Regions from separate parts of the Callithrix jacchus genome. Here region 2 is linked to region 1. Evidence: chromatin contacts called from public Hi-C data. All regions are on one chromosome and are shown on one strand. Each heading gives the region's core, a stretch centred on a gene start, on an enhancer-like site or on the middle of the called end of the contact. The rest is flanking DNA. Distances are from core to core; before and after follow the strand shown.

The links. A called contact is a pair of places that touch in the nucleus more often than the background predicts.
Region 2: a contact with region 1 is called in a Hi-C map of induced pluripotent stem cells, with 3 times the contacts expected there. The contact joins the promoter of GJD3 here to the enhancer-like site in region 1. A contact is called at or near these places in 2 of 3 Hi-C or Micro-C datasets (induced pluripotent stem cells and skeletal muscle).

The regions. Positions count from the first base shown.
Region 1 is chr5:92,743,673-92,748,194 of calJac240_pri, reverse strand. It overlaps LOC118153776 (a long non-coding RNA gene), which reads right to left. Exons shown (of 3, transcript XR_008481552.2): 2 at 3,309-3,381; 3 at 179-663. Among named protein-coding and RNA genes, the nearest start is that of TNS4, 29 kb to the left of the region's middle. Within about 2 kb of position 2,999, at least 4 of the 16 cell types and tissues checked have an H3K27ac peak or open chromatin away from gene starts, as enhancers often do.
Region 2 is chr5:92,897,313-92,901,525 of calJac240_pri, reverse strand. GJD3 (gap junction protein delta 3) reads right to left here and starts at 2,005. Exons shown (of 2, transcript XM_078375549.1): 1 at 1,912-2,005; 2 at 1-1,580. The coding sequence starts at 1,117. The coding sequence ends at 248.

The DNA of each region.
Region 1 (4,522 bases), core at 1,750-4,249:
CCCTTGTTGACCCCATCTCACCCCCTATCCCGCCTCCAATCTGGCAAAGAGCCACTCACTTACCCAGCGGGGACTTCCCACTAAAGCCTGGTGGAGGTGGGGGACGAAGGGGCTGTTGCTCGTGAGAAATGGGCGTGCGCACTCACTAACAGACTTAGAAAGTTTCCACATCAGACAGTTAACTTGAGAAAATACCTTTTGTTATTGAGAAGATGCTATAAATGTTCCAGTATGTGGTATGCCTACCACGCATCTTTGTGTAATCCCCTCCCCTGAGTGGAGGCTGGACCTGGCCACTTGCTTCTAATGAATACAATATGGTAAAAGTGGAGGAATGTCACTTTTGAGGTTAGACTCTACAAAACTGGGACTCCCCTACTGCTCGCACTCTTCAAGACTTCTTTCTTATTTGTTCTGATGAAGCAGCTGCCATGTTGGGGGCTGCCCCAGGGAAAGGCCAACGTGCTGAGGAACAGAGGGCATAGGCAGTGACGGGCATCGGGTCCTTGAGTCCAAGGGTCCACTGAATACTGCAGCAGCCGCTTGAGTGATCTTGGCGTTGGGTCCCCAGTTGAGCCTTGAGACGACTCCGGCTCAGCTGACACCTCGATTGCAGCCTGCAGAAGTACTGAAGTGGAGGGCTCAGCTAAGCTGCACCAGGATCTGTAACCCAGAGAAACTGTGAGGTGATAAACGTTGTTGTTTGTAGACACTGAGCTTTAGGGTACTTTATTATGCAGCAGGAGGTGACTAGTACAAAGTATAATTTGGAGAAGACCAGCCATACCTGTACCATCCTAAAGTAGATATTTGTATAAGTTGAAATCATGGCGGGTGCACTAATTTTGTGCACTTAAAAAAAAATCACATATCACCGGGCGTGGTGGCTCCCACCTGTAATCCCAGCACTTTGGGAGGCTGAGGTGGGCAGATCACCTGAGGTCGGGAGTTAGAGACCAACCTGACTAACATGGAGAAACCCCGTCTCTACTAAAAATACAAAATTAGCCAGGCGTGGTGGCGCATGCCTGTAATCCCAGCTGTTCGGGAGGCTGAGGCAGCCCGGGGCAACGAGAGCAAAACTCCGTTTCAAATAAAATAAAATAAAATAAAATAAAAAAAAAGAAAGAAAGAAAGAAAGGAAAAAGTATCGTTAGGGTCCATGATCTATGTATGTATCAGGGTCTGGTCAGAAACCAGAAACCACACCAGATACACTAACACAATTTAATATGAAGAATTAGATAGCTTAGTCACAAGAACAGTGTGAAAGGTGAAAATCATCAATAACCAATCATCAAAATCACTCTCAGAAAATGTCATACATCATCACGAACTGGGGCCTTGGAAACTCAAAACCCAAGAATTATTGAGGTTATTGTTTTTGTTGCATTTAAGCTTCTCTTCTGTTCCTTTGGGGCATCAGAGGCTAAGTTTATTTTGAGCATGAACAAAGAGACTTCTCTCTCCTTGACAAGCGTGATTTGTTGAATTGGCTAGTGAGGTGGGAGTGTGGTGGTGATACACTGTGCAGCAGAAGCATCCTCCGAGTGCCCATTCCCATCACAGTTAACACAACTGTGCTTTTCCAGGCTGGACTGTCCATTGTAATGATGCCCGAGTATTAAACCACTTCCTTATTGTCCTTCCAGTTTTTGACCTTTAAAGAAAGACTTCAGGGCACACATGCATGCAGATAACACTTGGCTTCCGTTTGGATAATTTCCTTGGAATAATTTCCCAGGAATGAGATTATAGGGTCAAAGGGGAAGGAAGAGCTTTAGGCCTTTTGCTAATAATTGCTTTACTGCTTTCCAAAGGCACTACACCAACCCAGCATCAACAGTTTATAGCGGATGAGGGGTCAGCTTCAGGGCACCGTTATTCACTCTTAGGAAATCAGCTTCTAGGTCCTTCAACAACCACCCAAAAGGGCCTTGATCTGTGAGAAGTAGAGTCCGGCAGAGAGAATCCTGGGCTGAGAAGTAGGATGTCTGAAAGTCCAGCTTCGAGGCAGCAGAGTAGTTTAACAGTGTGACCTATGGATAACAGGTCCTGGGTTTGAATTCCTACTTCACCACTGAGTGACCCTGGGCAAGTTACTCAGTTTTTCTGATTCATTTGTTTTTTCATCTATAAAGCCAGAATGATAGCAGTATTGAACCTTGCAGAGGTGAGAGGAAGATTAAACCAGTCGTGACATGTGAAGTGCTTAGACCAGGCACCAGTGCTTGGTAAATATTTAGTAAATACGAAGAGTGAGGGTTATTACCATTTCTATTATTTAGACGGAGCCGCCATCTCCATCAGCCCTGCTTCTCCAGTGGCTGACCACTTCCTCTTCTCGTTTCCATGCGAGACCCCACCCTGCCTCTTCAGTTGTCCCTGGGATCTTCTTTTCTCTTCAAGATCAAGTTTAGGTAGCAGTCGTGGCTTTGAGACATTGTGTTTGATGGTCTTTGAATGCCCCCTTGTGGACGGCTGGCTCTCTTTTACTCTCTTTCAGCTAAGGAGGAAAACCGGCCCTGCGCAAGTGTGTGTGTGTGTGTGTGTGTGTGTGCGCGCGCGCGCGCGCGCCGGGGTGGGGGAAAAAATAGAGGACGCCTCGGCGTTTGCAGACAAAACAGGAAATAGCACGTCATAGCATCTTTCTTGCTGGCTGGGGATGGATGGGTGTATGGGTCTCTTATACGTACATAAACACGGAGGGGAGCTGCATGTGTAAATGTGTGTGCGCTTGATACCATTCTCCTTGTCATTGGGGCCTCTCACTGGGTCCTACTGAGACAATGTGATTAATGTGATTTGAAAAATGAAAGCCCTGTGTGCACGCGAGGCCATTGTTATGTAGAATGGCACGTATAACCATTTGGTTCATCCCTTCACTCATTCGGACATTCAGTCCCACAGTTGTTTATTGAGTACTTACTATGTGCCAGGTCTCCTGAGGTCTGAGGACCAAGACAGAATCTGTTTCCATCCTCTCACAGTCCAGTGGGGGAGGCAGACAGGTGAGTAAACCACTGAGTACAGAGGAGTGGCAGAGCTGCTGTGGCGGGGGAAGGAAAGCTGCCGAGAGGGGGTGATGTCTGAGCTGAGCTATGAACTGTGAGTGACCTATCCTCTCCTGGCTTTGGGGCAGAGGGCTTGGTACAAAAAGCACTGGTGGGGTTTTGGAAGTGCAGGCTCTAACCCAACTCCTTGAGCAAATCCTTTTTTTTTTTTATGGGCTAGAGTTTCCTCCTGGACTAAGCCAAGGGGTTTGGCTATGAAACTCACAGTTTCCATCAACTTTGATGTTTTCTGACCTTTTATTCCCTTAGCCTGAAGAATTTTCTATTTTCTTTTCTTCCACTTGTCTTTCATGCCGCATCCTCTTCCCTAAAGAAATGAAAACCAGACTGAGGGATAGAAGCAGTGAAACATTGATATACACATGTAGGGCTCACGTGCGTGCGTGTGCGCGCATGTGTGCGCGCACACACACACACACACACACACACCTCTCTCTCTCTCTCTCTCTCTCTACCCCCTCCATTCCCCACCCCTGCTCTGCTGGAATCCTCCAGCTGCCTCCCAGATCAGAGTGGCCTGACAAGGGAGGGGTGGAGTGTGCAAGCAGAGTGGAGGCGAGAGCCCGGCAGACCCAGTTTCTTTTATGCTTGGCCACTCAGGCAGGTCACCTTGGGGAGGTCATTGAGCTTCCCAGAGCCTGCTTCTAGCTCAGCAGAGTACATACCCACCTGGCAGGGCTCTCCTGATGATAACCCTATATGTGAAGTGCCTCCCCCTTCCACTGACTCTGTAGGACCTAGCAGGCTCTCGGAAAATGAAAGCTGAAAAGTAATGATATTACAAAATATCTAGTGTGGTGTGGCTCATGCCTGTAGTCCCAGCACTTTGGGAGGCTAAGGCGGGTGGATCACTTAAGGTCAGGAGTTCAAGACCAGCCTGGTCAACATGGTTCACCATGTCTCTACCAAAAATACAAAAATTAGTTAGTATGGTGGCAGGTGTCTGTAATCCAGGCTACTCGGGAAGCTGAGGCAGGAGAATCGCCTGAATCTGGGAGGTGAAGTTTGCAGTGACTGGAGATCGTGCCATGGCACTCCAGCCTGGGTGACATAGTGAGAATCCATCTCAAAAAAAGCAAAACAAAACAAAAAATCTAGTGCAGATCAGACTCTTGTTTCTGCAGGAGGGAAAGGTGTGATCTTTCTTCCGCTCCGATCTTCCCAGTGACAATGGTCTGGGGAGGATATCAGACATGCACCAAGCTCACTGTCGGTGGTGGGACACTCTGGTTCCGGTCAGAATGCAGTTTATCACTTGGTCACTTTGGCCAAGTTACCTAACCTTTCTAAGCCTCAGTTTTCTCATCTATAAAACAGGGCCTTTAAAGTAGCTCCCTTGTGGAAGTACTGTGAGGATTAACTGAGATAATAGTAAAAACACTTCATGCAGTTCCTGGTATATAGTAAATCGATAGCCACCTGTATTGGTCAGGAGACGCTAACCGGTG
Region 2 (4,213 bases), core at 756-3,255, 150 kb before region 1:
TTCCACCTGGACCTGCCTGAGTTCATCCTCCACCCACAGCTCCGCCGGTCCCAGGTGCCGCAGGCAGCCGCTGGGAGGCAGTACGAGGCAAGAGCGCTGCGGCCTGCGGGCCGTCCCTAAGGCTCGTTTCCTGCCGGGGCAGGTCCGGCGACAGCTCTGGAGGAAGCGGCTTCTGGCTTCTGCGGTGCTGGCTTAGGTGGCGGGGTCCGGCCCTTGCCGTCCAGCCCGCGCGAGGCAAGGCCCGCCTCTAGATGGCCAGGTCCCCGCGGCCGGTGGCCGGTGACGCCTTGCCGCGGCCGCTGCCGCTGTCGCGGTGGCTGGCGGGCGACCGGTGCGCATAGGCGGGCTGGGCGCAGGGCTCGGGGTCGGGGCTCCGGGAGGGCAGGGCCGGCGGCGGCGGCGGGAGCAGCTTCTGCGCCTCCTCATGCGCACGGTTGCAGCGGTTGTGGCGTTCCTCGGCCTGCGGGCGGCCCTTCCAGAGCAGGTGGCCCAGCTCTGCCACGCTGAGCAGCGCCGACAGCAGCCCTACCGCGAAGTAGAAGAGCACGAAGACGGTCTTCTCGGTGGGCCGGCTCACGAAGCAGTCGACCGTGTGCCGGCAGGGCGGGGCGGCGCACGCGAAGTGCGGGGCCACGCGGAAGCCGTAGAGCAGCGCCTGGCTGCCCAGGAAGGTCAGCTCCGCCAGCAGGCGCAGCGCCACGCTCAGCAGGTAGCAGCGGCGCGCGCGGCGGGCGCGCAGGGCGCACGGCGCGCACTGGGCCTCGGGCCGCTTGAGGGCGCACGGCGCCGCTACCTCCGCGCCGTCCGCCTCCTTGCCTGCGCGGTGCATGGAGTAGACGACGAACAGCACCGGGGGCGCCGAGAGCAGCAGGATGTGGAAGAGCCAGAAGCGGTAGTGGGAGACCGGGAAGGCGCGGTCGTAGCAGGTCTGGCGACAGCCCGGCTGCAGCGTGTTGCACACGAACTCCTCTTGCTCGTCCTCGAACACGGCGCCGCCCACCGTGGCCAGCACCAGGATGCGGAAGATCAGCATAACCACCAGCCAGAGGCGGCCCACGAGCGGCGACTGCAGCTGCACGGCGTCCAACAGGGAGCCCAGGAACGCCCACTCCCCCATGGCGCTGGGGACGCGGGGCGGGGAGTCAGGGTCTGGGGCAGGTCAGAGACCCCCACCCCTTCCACGACCGTCGGGGTAGGGGCCCTTGGGCCTTCTCTGACTTTAGGGTGAGTCATGGTGTGGGAGAGGCCCGCGTTTAGCGAGAAGACCAGTGTGGAAGGGAGGGCCACGGGAAGGCCCGAGAGGAGCAGGTGACGCTCAAGTATGGGTTCCCTTCTCTTTGGAGCCAATGCGTGCTGGGGAGGAGCCCCCATTTGTGTTTTAGCCGCACCCCCGTGGGCCGTCGCGGTTCGACCCTGGGATCTTGAAGATCCCAGATTCTTAGGAAGGACCTTGGAGATCAGCTGGGCCAGCCCCTGACTTGCCTGGTGGAAGCAGAAACCCAGCGGTGCCCTTAGCTGTCAAGGATGCTGTGGGAAGAGTGGAGCCTCGAACCCCGGCCTCCAGACCCAATTTGGTGCCCCTGGGAGAGGAGAGAGTGGCAGAGGCAGCCAGACCATTTCTTTCTCGGCCCACTATTTCTCTCACCATTTAGACTGTAGTGAACTCCTCTCAAGGAGGGGGGGCTGGCATAGAGGCAACCCCGCTTTCATAACTGTCCCAGGGTCCTTTGTCGGAGGTTTTCCTGCTCTCTTACTCCAGCGTGGTAGGAATGCGGGCCCAGCCTCTTCCCTCTCCTCCCCCACCTCCTGTGCCTCTAGCCTCCACATCTCCTGAGAGCCTCCCCCACCCCATACTCACACAGGTCCCCACACACCCCTGGTGTTCCTAGACCATCACCCAACCCCACTCACCCTGGGGCCGGGGCTGGGGTGTCAGAGCTGAGCCAGGGACCTTGGGAGGTGGCTGGGACCGGCGCCTCTTGCTCCCTCTTTCATTTTCCTTTTCGGATTTGGCCGGGATGGAGGACCGGACAGGATGGCTGAGAGGGGCTAGCGCTCCCCCTTCTCTTAAAGGAACAGGGTGACCCTGCTTGCTGGCTCCGCCCTTGGGAACAGCACGGGCCACGCCCGTTGTTGGGCTGTGCGGCCTTCACTTTCTGGCCCCCCACCTCCCCACCTCATAGCTAAGTCTCCATCTGGAAATGGGGGAGGGGGTTAACCAGAGCCACATCTTTTATCAAGGGAGTTGGGGGGTTCCAGGAAGCCCTTCCCAGACAGCCTCTCAGCCTAGAACCTAGACCCACTATGCACTAATCATGCCTGTGAAGATGTTTGGCTGCTGGAGTTCAAGGGGCAGCAAACATCCAACAGCTTCTGGGTCCAGCTCTGCCACCACTCACCTGGGAAAAACCGTTTGTCTGGACTGAGCCTGGTTTTCCTGCGTCATCAACCAAGGTGGCCAGGCTTGCTAACCCCCAAGTTTCCTTCCAGCTCTACATCTTTTTTTGAGACGGGGTCTCTCTATTAGTCCAGGTTGATCTTGAACTCCTGGCTTCAAGTGATCCTCACACCTCAGCCTCCTGACCAGCTGGGATTCTCTAGTTCTTAATATTGAGTTCCCAACCATGTGACAGAGAACCGAAAAACACTTGGGCCTGGAAAAAAATATCCCATATGGAAAACCATTAAAATATCCCAAGTGGCTGGCTTTAGTAGTTAAATAAAATCTTTGGTTTCCTTCCCACTTTTCTGTAATTTCCAGCTTCACTATAATAAGCATGTTATTTATTTATTTATTTATTTTTGAGATGGAGTCTCATTCTGTTGCCCAGGCTGCAGTGCAGTGGCGCTATCTTGGCTGAATGCAGCCTCTGTCTCCCGGGTTCAAGTGATTCTCCTGCCTCTGCCTCCCAAAGTGCTGGGAATACAGGCATGAGCCACCATGCCCATCCTAACATGTTATTTTATAATGTAAAGAATAGAGAGAGGACTTCTTCCCCCGCAGAATGCTCTGAATTGAGAGTTCCTTCCTACTGCCCTGGGTGGCAGGGGAAGCTGTTTTATAGAGAAGGGAGTAAGGGTGACCGATGGTGATCTGAGTGGTCAGGGAGGGGACACTCCAGGCTGAGATGTTTGGTTGTCTGCTCTGCCTTCCTAGGGGTCCGCCTGAATGCATAGCATACCCCACCTGCTGGGTCAGGCCTGGTGTGGAGCCCCGTTAGCTCCTTAATACCAAAGAGCTCATTCATTTCTCTGTGAACAGTGGCGGGAGGGCACTATTTATTCATGTGGAAACTGAGACTCAGAGGGTCTAAGCCACATGCCTGCTGTTACAAAGCCGGTAAATAGCAGGTCCAGGCCTAAGTGGGCCCTGCTGGTTCTGGAGCCCAAGCTCTTGAGCCTTTCGTGGAACTGTCCAGCCTGGCTGGGCTTCGCAGGTGGTGTCCAGGGCCTGACAATGCCCGGCAGGGGCTGCCTCTGTGCCAGGCTTGTGTGGACTGGTGGGTGCAGGCACTGGAGGGAGGTCATACCTGTCCCTTGAGGAGGAAGGGTAGTGGGACTTACCTCCTCGGCCACAGTTCCTCTCCTGTCAGCCATGGGGGCCTTTGTGGTTTTCCATCTGCTGACAGAAACCCCCAGGCCCGCTTTCAGGAAGGGGAGGGCATGTGCCTTCCACCCACCACCCCTTCCAGCTCAGGGGCCCAGCTCCCACTGGAAAAACTCTAGGTGAGCCCCTGCTTGCATGTGCTGGGGAACCCTCCCACCCTCATGCAGGCTTCCCTTGGGAGTGGGCCTGGGTGGGGGATGCTGCCCTGGAGAACGTCCAAGGGAAAAAGCACATGCTGGGCCCCATATTCTGAAAACAGGATGTGGGTTGGGGGCGCTGCTGATCTCCCCCTCCCGACCTCCCTCTGCCCCCAGCAAAGCTGCTACCCACCCCCTGCCCCAGCCACAGGGGCTCAGGGTCATACTTCATCTCCCCTGACTGTCCAGGAATGGTCCCCGCCCCGTCCTGTCCCCGTGGCTCCTGCTGGGCCAGGCCATCAACCCCGCCTGGAAAAAGCCCATCAGACCCCATTTGCCTGCGTGCGTGGAAAGCTGCCCAGGCGGTGGGCCAGGGTGGGGCGGGAATGGAAAGCCCACGGTCACCCAGTGCTGTCCTCAGCCTGTGATGCCACAGGGCCAGACTCAGAGACTCGACAATCTCAAGCCC